2 separate regions of the Sus scrofa genome follow, and region 1 is linked to region 2. Evidence: chromatin contacts called from public HiChIP or PLAC-seq data. All regions are on one chromosome and are shown on one strand. The core of a region is the stretch at or near the end of the contact, and the rest is flanking DNA. Distances in the headings are between cores, read along the strand shown. Region 1 overlaps GNPTAB (N-acetylglucosamine-1-phosphotransferase subunits alpha/beta). Region 2 has its middle 26 kb from the start of IGF1.

Evidence for each region. HiChIP or PLAC-seq counts read pairs in DNA pulled down with a chosen protein or histone mark.
Region 1: a contact with region 2 is called in an H3K27ac HiChIP or PLAC-seq map of alveolar macrophages. The contact joins two enhancer-like sites. A contact is called at or near these places in 4 of 47 Hi-C or Micro-C datasets (embryonic fibroblasts, mesenteric adipose tissue and subcutaneous adipose tissue) and 1 of 2 datasets of contacts at active chromatin or transcription factors (alveolar macrophages).

The regions. Positions count from the first base shown.
Region 1 is chr5:82,284,234-82,289,203 of Sscrofa11.1, reverse strand. GNPTAB (N-acetylglucosamine-1-phosphotransferase subunits alpha/beta) reads right to left here. Exons shown (of 28, transcript XM_021092670.1): 4 at 3,489-4,970. Among named protein-coding and RNA genes, the nearest start is that of GNPTAB, 22 kb to the right of the region's middle. Within about 2 kb of position 1,798, at least 7 of the 83 cell types and tissues checked have an H3K27ac peak or open chromatin away from gene starts, as enhancers often do. A contact at or near this core is called in alveolar macrophages, where this site is marked.
Region 2 is chr5:81,753,110-81,757,550 of Sscrofa11.1, reverse strand. No RefSeq gene overlaps it. Among named protein-coding and RNA genes, the nearest start is that of IGF1, 26 kb to the left of the region's middle. Within about 2 kb of position 1,515, at least 1 of the 83 cell types and tissues checked has an H3K27ac peak or open chromatin away from gene starts, as enhancers often do. A contact at or near this core is called in alveolar macrophages, where this site is marked.

The DNA of each region.
Region 1 (4,970 bases), core at 549-3,048, 530 kb before region 2:
TCTTTTCTTTTTTTTCCCCAAACACTAACAGAGGATTCCACAGAAATTGCATTTCATAAACCAAATTAAGTACATCAATGTTGTTCTGTGTTTGGGTTTCCTAACATCCCTTACATGTGGCGTGGTCCCATGTTCTCATCTTTTACTCAGTTGCAGACACACTGGTCTGGTGTTTGGGCCTGGAATGAGGAAGGGGGAGTAGGAGGGAGATAAGTGGTCTCTATTCTCTCCCACTCCCTGATTCTGGCAAGCCGGTAAGCCCAGCCGTCTCCCCACACACATACTCTTGGTCTGGCTCTGAATGCCCCGCATTCTCAAGGCCAGAATGTCATGCATCTGCGTCCTGTCTGTTGCACAAGAGAGCAACCACAGCCTCAAACCCTGGAGGAGAAGCTTCTGACGTTCCTGGGTCACCCCCAGCAGATTCATCTTCTAAAATGAAGAGCAGCAGGATGCCAAACACATTGGGGGTGGCAGTGACCTCCAAAACCGATGCTTGCAAAATGTCGAAGGGGCTCCCAGCCATCTCCACTATGGTATGGGCCAGGGTGCTATGAGATGATGCCTGGTAACCCTTTGGCCTAGGCAATCCCTCAGCGATGAGCAGAGTCTTCCATTCCCACAGCTGGCTTCACCTCTGGACCCTTCAGTTACGTGAGTTTCTTTTTAATTTAGGGAAACTTGAGCTGGATTTCTCGTGCTTACTCCTGTAAGAGCCCTGACTTATGCAGATACCCAAGCGTTTTCCTAATATGCCAATACAGTAAACTACTGTTATCTGGACTCTGTGTTGGGGTGGAAAGATAATTTCTAGATAAGTGGGGAGTCACCTGTTCCCACTCACAGCTGTTACTCTCTGAACCATGTTTTCTTATTTTAAAAATTTTGAATCAGTAATATATTGATGTGATGCAAAAATCAAAACAATATGAAAAGGTACTCAGTGAAAACCTTTGTACTTTCCTCAAGCAACATGTACTCATTTCACCTCTCTTCTGACAGATGGCTCCTTTCAGTGAAAATATAAGCAGAAACATACATTTTAAAATATTTCCCCTTTAACTTGTACTCCAAATGTAGCATACCTTGCCAACAGTTTTGAGCCTGCCTTTTTTTGACTAAGCAATGTATCTCGGAGATGTTTCCATATCAGTAGAGAGAGCTGCTTCCGTTTTTAGTTGTTTTACCCCTGTACAGAATTCCATTGTATGGCTGTGCCATTCTTTAACAAGTCCCCATTTGATGACCAGTCGTGCTTTCCAAACTTTGCAATTACAAGTGCAGGACCTTGTAATCCAGCATTTCTCACAGGTGCAAGGAAATCTGTGGGAGAACTCCCCTCAGTGGGAATGCTGGGAGAAACGGAGACTGTGTGTGTGATTTGACAAATACTATCATCTTGCCTTTGGAAACTTTTTACTTGAGAATTTTTTGTTGGAAAACCTTTCCAGCTATTTCACACTTCCGTCTAAACTGAGAATGCTATGGTAAGTTCACCTTTCCTGGGCAACTCATTGGTTCATCGTGTGGATTCTGCAGTACAGGTGTGGAACTGAGGTCAGCCGACTGTCACTGCTGTTGTACAAACCCCTCCACGCTGCCCCCTGGGGCAGGGAGGGCGAGGCTGTTTGCTCCCCTCTCCGCAGACGGCGGAACCCCACTGTCTTCTACCTCCTCCCCTCTAGCACCCACTCTCCCCCTTTCACGGTCAAGAGCGTCTCTGTCTCCCTTGGGTTCTTCACTGCGGTCCTGCCTCTGTGTCCGCCTCTTCTGATCTCATCCCTTTTCTGACCACTTTCTCTTTTGATATCTCTTTGAAGGGCTGCCACTTCACTCACACTTCCTTATCTTCTGAGAACATTTTGCTTTTACAGACATCGATCATCAACCACAATATTCCCTTTCCTCTTTCTGGTAAATTAACCCATCACAGAACCCGGGGGAATCCACGGGCCTTTTAGTCTTTTCTGGCCTTGTAGCTTGGTGGTCAGTGGTTAATGACCCAATGAGTGGGGATACCAGTGATGCAGGGGCCAGAGAGAGAGAGACAGATTCTTAAGCTATACGAAACTTAAAAAAAAAAACTTACCTAAAAATAATAGGCTTTAATTTTGCCTAAATGTACCTTTTATGCCATTTTTCAAAATTAAGCTGTACCTTTTTTTTGTCTTCCCAGGGCCACACCCGTGGCATATGGAGATTCCCAGGCTAGGGGTCCAATCAGAGCTGTAGCCGCCGGCCTAGCCCACAGCCACAGCAACGCGGGATCCGAGCCGCGTCTGCGGCCCACACCACAGCTCACGGCAATGCCGGATCCTTAACCCACTGGGCAAGGCCAGGGATCGAACCCACTTCCTCATGCATGCTAATAAGATTTGCTAACCACTAAGCCATGACGGGAACTCCTAAGCTGTACTTTTTAGAGTACTTTTGGTTCACAGCAAAACTGAGCACAATGCAGAGTTCCAGTATACCCACTATGGCTCACAGGCACAGCCTCCCTATCTGCCCATCCCCCACCAGAGTGGAACATGGATTTTAACCTCCATTGCTACACCATCATCACCCACAGTCCATAGTATACCTTAGGGTTCACTCTTGGTATGGTGCACATTCCATGAGTGTTTTTTTCGTTTGCTTGATTTTTGGGGGGTTTTTTGGCCACACTCACAGCATGTAGAAGTTCCCCAGCCAGGGATCGAACCTGTGTCACAGCAGCAACCCAAACCACTGCAGTGGCAATGCCAGATTCTTAACTCACTGGGCCATAGAAGAACTCCTCCATGAGTTTTGACAAATGTATAATGGCACATATCCACTCTTGTAGTATCATATAGAATAATTTCACTGTCCACAAAAATCCTTTTGTCATTTTCAATAAGACAAAATGGGGATTACCTATGGTGAGGCAACACACATTTTTTTTTTTCAAAACCACATATTCAGTTTTGTTAAACCATGAACACTTCTTTACCTGCTTGCATTAACACTGATTTTTTTTTTTTTTTGTCTTTTTGCCTTTTTTAGGGCTGCTCCCTCGGCATAATGAGGTTCCCAGGCTAGGGGGTTGAATCGGAGCTGTAGCCACCGGCCTACGCCAGAGCCACAGCAACTCGGGATCCGAGCCGAGTCTGCGACCTACACCACAGCTCATGGCAACGCCTGATCCTTAACCCACTGAGCGAGGCCAGGGATTGAACCCTAAACCTCATGGTTCCTAATCAGATTCGTTAACCACTGAGACATGACGGGAACTCCTGTTAACACTGATTGAGCATCCAACCATATCAAAGACTATGAGAAGGTAATTTCCTTATAATTGGTCACATTTTACTACTGGGGAAATTAAGGTGCAATTGGGTTGTCACCAGGTTAGGTACCAAATGATAGGTGTTGAACCAAACCCAAGGCTGTGACTTTTACAGTCAACCTTTCCTCTAGGACTGTGTGATTATCAACCATTACCACATGAGTATGAATTAACTTACCAGCTCTTGTAGGATCATATAAGGCCCTGAGGAATGAAGTCCCTAAACTGGTGAGTTTAGGAAAATGTCTGTTTTGTTGCTTCAAGAGTGAATCCTGGTTGAGCTTTGTGCATTCAGACTTGGAGGCCAGCGGGTAGGTAGTAGGAATCAGAAGTAGAAGCAGAAGGGTTTATGTGCCACTCCAACCTTTGGTAGGAGTTTGAGATGAGCTTTCCCACAGCCATGCATGACTCCTGAAGAACCCCAATATGGCCAAAGATTCCTGAACTCTTACTCTCATTTGCTTCTGGCTGGTGCAGTAAGATGGACTTGGGGTCAGAAACATCTGCTCTCTACTTGCCAAGGAGTCAGTCATGGTGGGACACAGAGGAGACACCACTTAGGCTACCCCCAGGTCCTCAGCGGTCACACTTGTCAGACAGATGGCCTTGGCGTCCAACCTCTAGCAGGAGATGCAGATGGAGGGGGTAGAGTTCTCTGAGCCACCAGCAGCAGCAGGAGGGTCTCAGGACTTGGGGTCCTGGGTTCTCTTGTTCATCAGGCTAATAATGGCACAAGTGATGGGAATGCCTGGAAAACCAAAAATCACCTTCTTGAATAATCCTATTGCTCAGAGTCAGCCCAGAGAGGCAAGTTCCGGGTACCACCCAAACCATCTGATTTAGGGTGAAGAGTGATGTAGTTAGAGTTGGCCAGCGATTCGACAGCTGCTAACATAACCTTTAACACGCGTATTGAAAGGAATACTGAGCTTAGTTCAGTCTGTCATTCCCTCTTAATACTTGAAAAGCCATAGTTTTGTTTGAAAGTTCCCTCAAAAGGCTCTGGTGGGTGCATTTATTCTTCCACTTGACTGCACTTGGAACCCTGAAGTCAGAGCCACCTTGAAACCGAAACTGGGAAAATCCCGGGTCTCTCCGGCCAAGAGAAGAAGCAGAGGTATGTTCTGAGGTTTATTAAATAATTACTCAGTTGTTGACACGTTGTAGGGGGAGGAAAAAAGCTGAGGTGTTGGCAAATATGAGTACAGATTAGTAAGGATCTTGGGTCATGTGGCTTATAAACGAGGTAGAACATTTTGGTGTTGCCTGACCTTTGGCTCGAACCAAGGGATGTGTTCTTCAGACTAGACTCAGTTAACTAGATCTTGGCGTGGTGCGGCGTTATTTTGACTATCTGAATGACCACGGGCAGCTGTGATCCAATTAATGCTGAAGATACTCAGAAGTCGCTGGCTGTTGGGAGCAGACATAGCAGTGACTTGGAGGGAAGAAAACGGGAAGTGAGAAACCAGACCCGGAATTAATTGGCCATTTCAATTTTCCATCTGCAGTTGGTGTGAATGGCAGATGAGGGCAGGTTTCCTAATGAATGGCCCTGAGACTAACTCGGTTCAGAGGTTCAGGGAGGGAAGATGTTCTTTCTCAGCCTGATGATACCTTCCATCAGTATTCCCCAGACTCTAGCCATTTGGGTCTTTCC
Region 2 (4,441 bases), core at 266-2,765:
GCTTATATCTCCCCCTGGAATATAAACTCTGTGAGTCTAAGGACTTTAGCTATGTTGCTCACTGTTGCATTCCCAGAACTAAGAACAGCACTTGGCACATAGTAGGTGCTCAATGTATGTTAAATAAATCAGTATCAATCTTGATAAGATTGACTTGACTTTTACCTTTAAGAGTGGTCATATGACTAAAAGCTTAAGGAAAATCATCATATTCTACTTTATTGGTGACAGTGATTGATTCAGAATGGACACTAAACCACCGAGGCCCTAGAACTATGAACATGATTTTTTGGAGCTCCAAAGGGCCTCATGGAGGAACCTGGTCTGGAAACAAAACCAACTCAGATGGAAGCAGAGCTGAGAGACAAAAAGAATGAGGCCAAATCCTGATGATGTTATTTAAGAGCCTGGATCAAGACACGCATGTTACATTGAGCCAATAAATTCTATCTTCTGTTGAATTTTCTTCAGATTTCCTTAAGAGGAATTGCATTTTCTGCCATTTATAACCCAGAGTCCTGATGAATACAGGTTGTAACTGAAGTGTTGGAAATAGATGACATCATATGGGCAGAACAGATAGTGTGAGAATAGAGCACCGGGAATAACCATATGTATGGATGCACAGGAGAAGGAGAGACTAAAAAGAAATAGCTTAAAATGTAAAAGCAGAACCAGCAATGTCAAGTTCACAAAAACCAAATAAGGAAAGAATTTTGAAAAGAAAGAGGAGAGGTTAGCAGTACTGAACTCAAACTCAGAGTGCCTATCAGAGTCACCTAGAGAGCTTGCTAAAACCCAGATTGCTGAACCCCACCCCAGAGTTTCTAACTTGGCAAGTCTTAGGTGGGGCCCCCAAATTTAAGTCTTTAACAAGTTCCCAGGTGATGCTTTATTTCTTCTTTTTTCTTTCTTTTCTTTTTTTTTTTTTTTGATTGGTCTAGGGACTACCTTTGAGCAACACAGCTATAGACGTTTTGAATAAGGCAAGATTTGAAGAAGGGAAAGGAGAACAGTATCTGTGTCTGCGTTAGGATGGATGCAAGAAGATGCAAGGAGTTGGAAATGATTTCAGGAAGTGAAAGCAGTGAGGTAAATGATTCTTTCAAGGTGTTAATTTATCAAAGAAATGAGAGAAGGAGCCAGATAGAGGGAGTAACAGGGAAAGCCTTTGTATGTAAAGATGGGAGAAATCTGGGCATGTTTATTTTCTTAAGACAAAGGGTTGGAGCAAAGCCTTGAGAAGATGAAGATACTGGAGGTGAGGCCAAAAGTAACGAAGTGGAAGGGACCAGATGAAATAGCTGAGGTCCTCGGATGGAGAGGCCAGCAACTGAGAAAAGAGGGTGGAAGCCAATATGGAGAGGTTTGCGGATAGAGGAGCCCGTGGACTTGTCTGGTTTTCCCTTAAAAGAGAAAAGAGGCTAATATGCTGAGAGCAAGGAGGAGAAATTAGAGCAGAGAGTTTAAAGAGAAAGGGAGAAGTTTGAAATAGCTGCTGAGAAGAATGGGGAAGTATTGACTGTGGACAAGTATGAGTTTTATCCAGAGCATGGAAGGCCCAGCTGTGGTCAGAATCCATGATTATAGAATGGAAGGACTTCCCAGCAAGACTTGCCAGCCCTGGTTAGAAGCGGAGAAGGCAGACCATGGCATCCAGGATAAGGGTGACTTTCCTTCTTGTTCTTTTAAAAACAGTAATACCTCCATTAATTTGTGCTCCAGAAATAAAGCTCTTTACTATGAAAACAGGCAGTCTGAAAAACAAAAACATGTCCATAAATCATGAAAACAAAACATTTGTAGCCTTATGACAAAATTACTCTTTACGCAGCTTCATTTTGTCCTGGACCAGACCCTCATCTAGATCAGCATGTGAAAATCTCTGAAAAATATCTTCTGTCCTAGGTCCCCTTGACCTACTTGCAGGGTCTAACATCTCCTGTTCTCTTCAACCTCATCCCTTAGCAAACCTGGGAAGGGTTTGATCACCAGTCTTCTTCTTGTCCATTACAGATTGTTGTACAGATTTCTTCATTCTGTGTGTTTCTTTAGTCGAGATTATTCATTTTAAATGCTTTGGCTCCAACTGCAGAAAAATATTGGGCTTCCCTTTCTTTTTTTTTATTTTATTTTTCCCACTGTACAGCAAGGGGATCAAGTTATCCTTACATGTATACATTACAATTACATTTTTCCCCCACCCTTTGCTCTGTTGCAACATGAGTATCTAGACAAAGTTCTCAATGCTATTCAGCAGGATCTCCTTGTAAATCTATTCTAAATTGTGTCTGATAAGCCCAAGCTCCCCATCCCTCCCTCTCCCTCCCCCTCCCATCAGGAAGCCACAAGTCTCTTCTCCAAGTCCATGATTTTCTTTTCTGAGGAGATGTTCATTTGTGCTGGATATTAGATTCCAGTTATAAGTGATATCATATGGTATTTGTCTTTCTGGCTCATTTCACTCAGTATGAGATTCTCTAGTTCCATCCATGTTGCTGCAAATGGCATGATGTCATTCTTTTTTATGGCTGAGTAGTATTCCATTGTGTATATATACCACATCTTCCGAATCCAATCATCTGTTGATGGACATTTGGGTTGTTTCCATGTCTTGGCTATTGTGAATAGTGCTGCAATGAACATGCGGGGGCATGTGTCTCTTTTAAGTAGAGTTTTGTCTGGATATATGCCCAAGAATGGGCTTGCAGGGTCATATGGAAGTTCTATGTATAGATTTCTTTTTTTTTATATGAGAAAATATGAGAATTTATTAATCATGGTGAAATACACTTAAAGCTTAATTACACTGAAAATAAAACCTATAATTTTAAAGAGTTTACAATATGTATTTTATTGAATTACTTATACTCATTAATTATTCTTTTTTTTCTTTTTTTTAATTAATTTTTTAAATTTTTATTTATTTATTTATTTTTATTTTCCCACTGTACAGCAAGGGGATCAAGTTATCCTTACATGTATACATTACAATTACATTTTTTTCCCCACCCTTTGTTCTGTTGCAGCATGAGTATCTAGACAAAGTTCTCAATGCTATTCAGCAGGATCTCCTTGTAAATCTATTCTAAGTTGTGTCTGATAATTCCAAGCTCCCGATCTAAGGTATCTCCAAACTGTTCTCCATAGTGGCTGTACCAGTTTACATTCCCACCAGCAGTGCAGGAGGGTTCCCTTTTCTCCACAGCCCCTCCAATGCTTGTTATTTGTGGATTTATTAATGATGGCCATTCTGACTGGTGTGAGGTGGTATCTCATGGTAGTTTTGATTTGCATTTCTCTTATAATCAGCGATGTTGAGCATTTTTTCATGTGTTTGTTGACCATCTGTATATCTTCTTTGGAGAAATGTCTATTCAGGTCTTTTGCCCATTTTTCCGTTGGGTGATTGGCTTTTTTGCTGTTGGGTTGTATAAGTTGTTTATATATTCTAGAGATGAAGCCCTTGTCAGTTGCATCATTTGAAACTATTTTCTCCCATTCTGTAAGTTGTCTTTTTGTTTTCTTTTTGGTTTCCTTTGCTGTGCAAAAGCTTTTCAGTTTGATGAGGTCCCATGGGTTTATGTTTGCTCTAATTTCTATTGCTTTGGGAGACTGACCTGAGAAAATATTCATGATGTTGATGTCAGAGAGTGTTTTGCCTATGTTTTCTTCTAGGAGTTTGATGGTATCCTGTCGTATATTTAAGGCTTCCCTTTCTTAAAAGAAGTTTAGATGTCAGTTTACAGGAGGTGAGGAAAGGTGATAGAGATAGCATGTCTGATCTCCAAGGCTCTGTCTTATATCTCAGGGCTGGCCTGACACAGGAAATGCTTAACAAGTATTTTTGAATGAATGAACTAATGAGTAAATGAATGAATAAATAATAAAACTGATGGTGGCTTGGGGTGGGAATGGAATTGAAGTGGGAAAGGAAAATAGACATTCTTGGTGGAAGTGCAAATTATCACAACCTTTGTGGAAGGTAACTTTTAATTGATTTTCTGAGACGTCAACCCTGAGACAAAGATTTGAGGGCAAGGAATTTGCGATGTGATTCATGCAGTGTATATACTTACGTATACATAGAATATCACTGGAAAAATCCAGAATAAATTGGAAACAGTGATTCCGCTGGCATGGAAATTTGGGATGAGAGAAAGGGCAGATAAAGTGAAAGGGAAACATTTTTTAAAATTATAATCTGCAGTAATGTTTAAGTTTTAGATATGTTCATGTAGAACAAATTTTAAGAAATTAAAATTTTAAGTCAATTGTAGTTGTGTGTGTGTAGATTGTAGTTAATAAAACAAAATAGAAGCTTCTTCCACTACCTCCATCCTCACCTTCTAATCCCAAGGGAATTGCATTTCAAAGGATTCCAGCAATTTCTTGGAGCTCTTAGGTGCCCTCATATTGGGATATGTCCACTCCAAGAAAA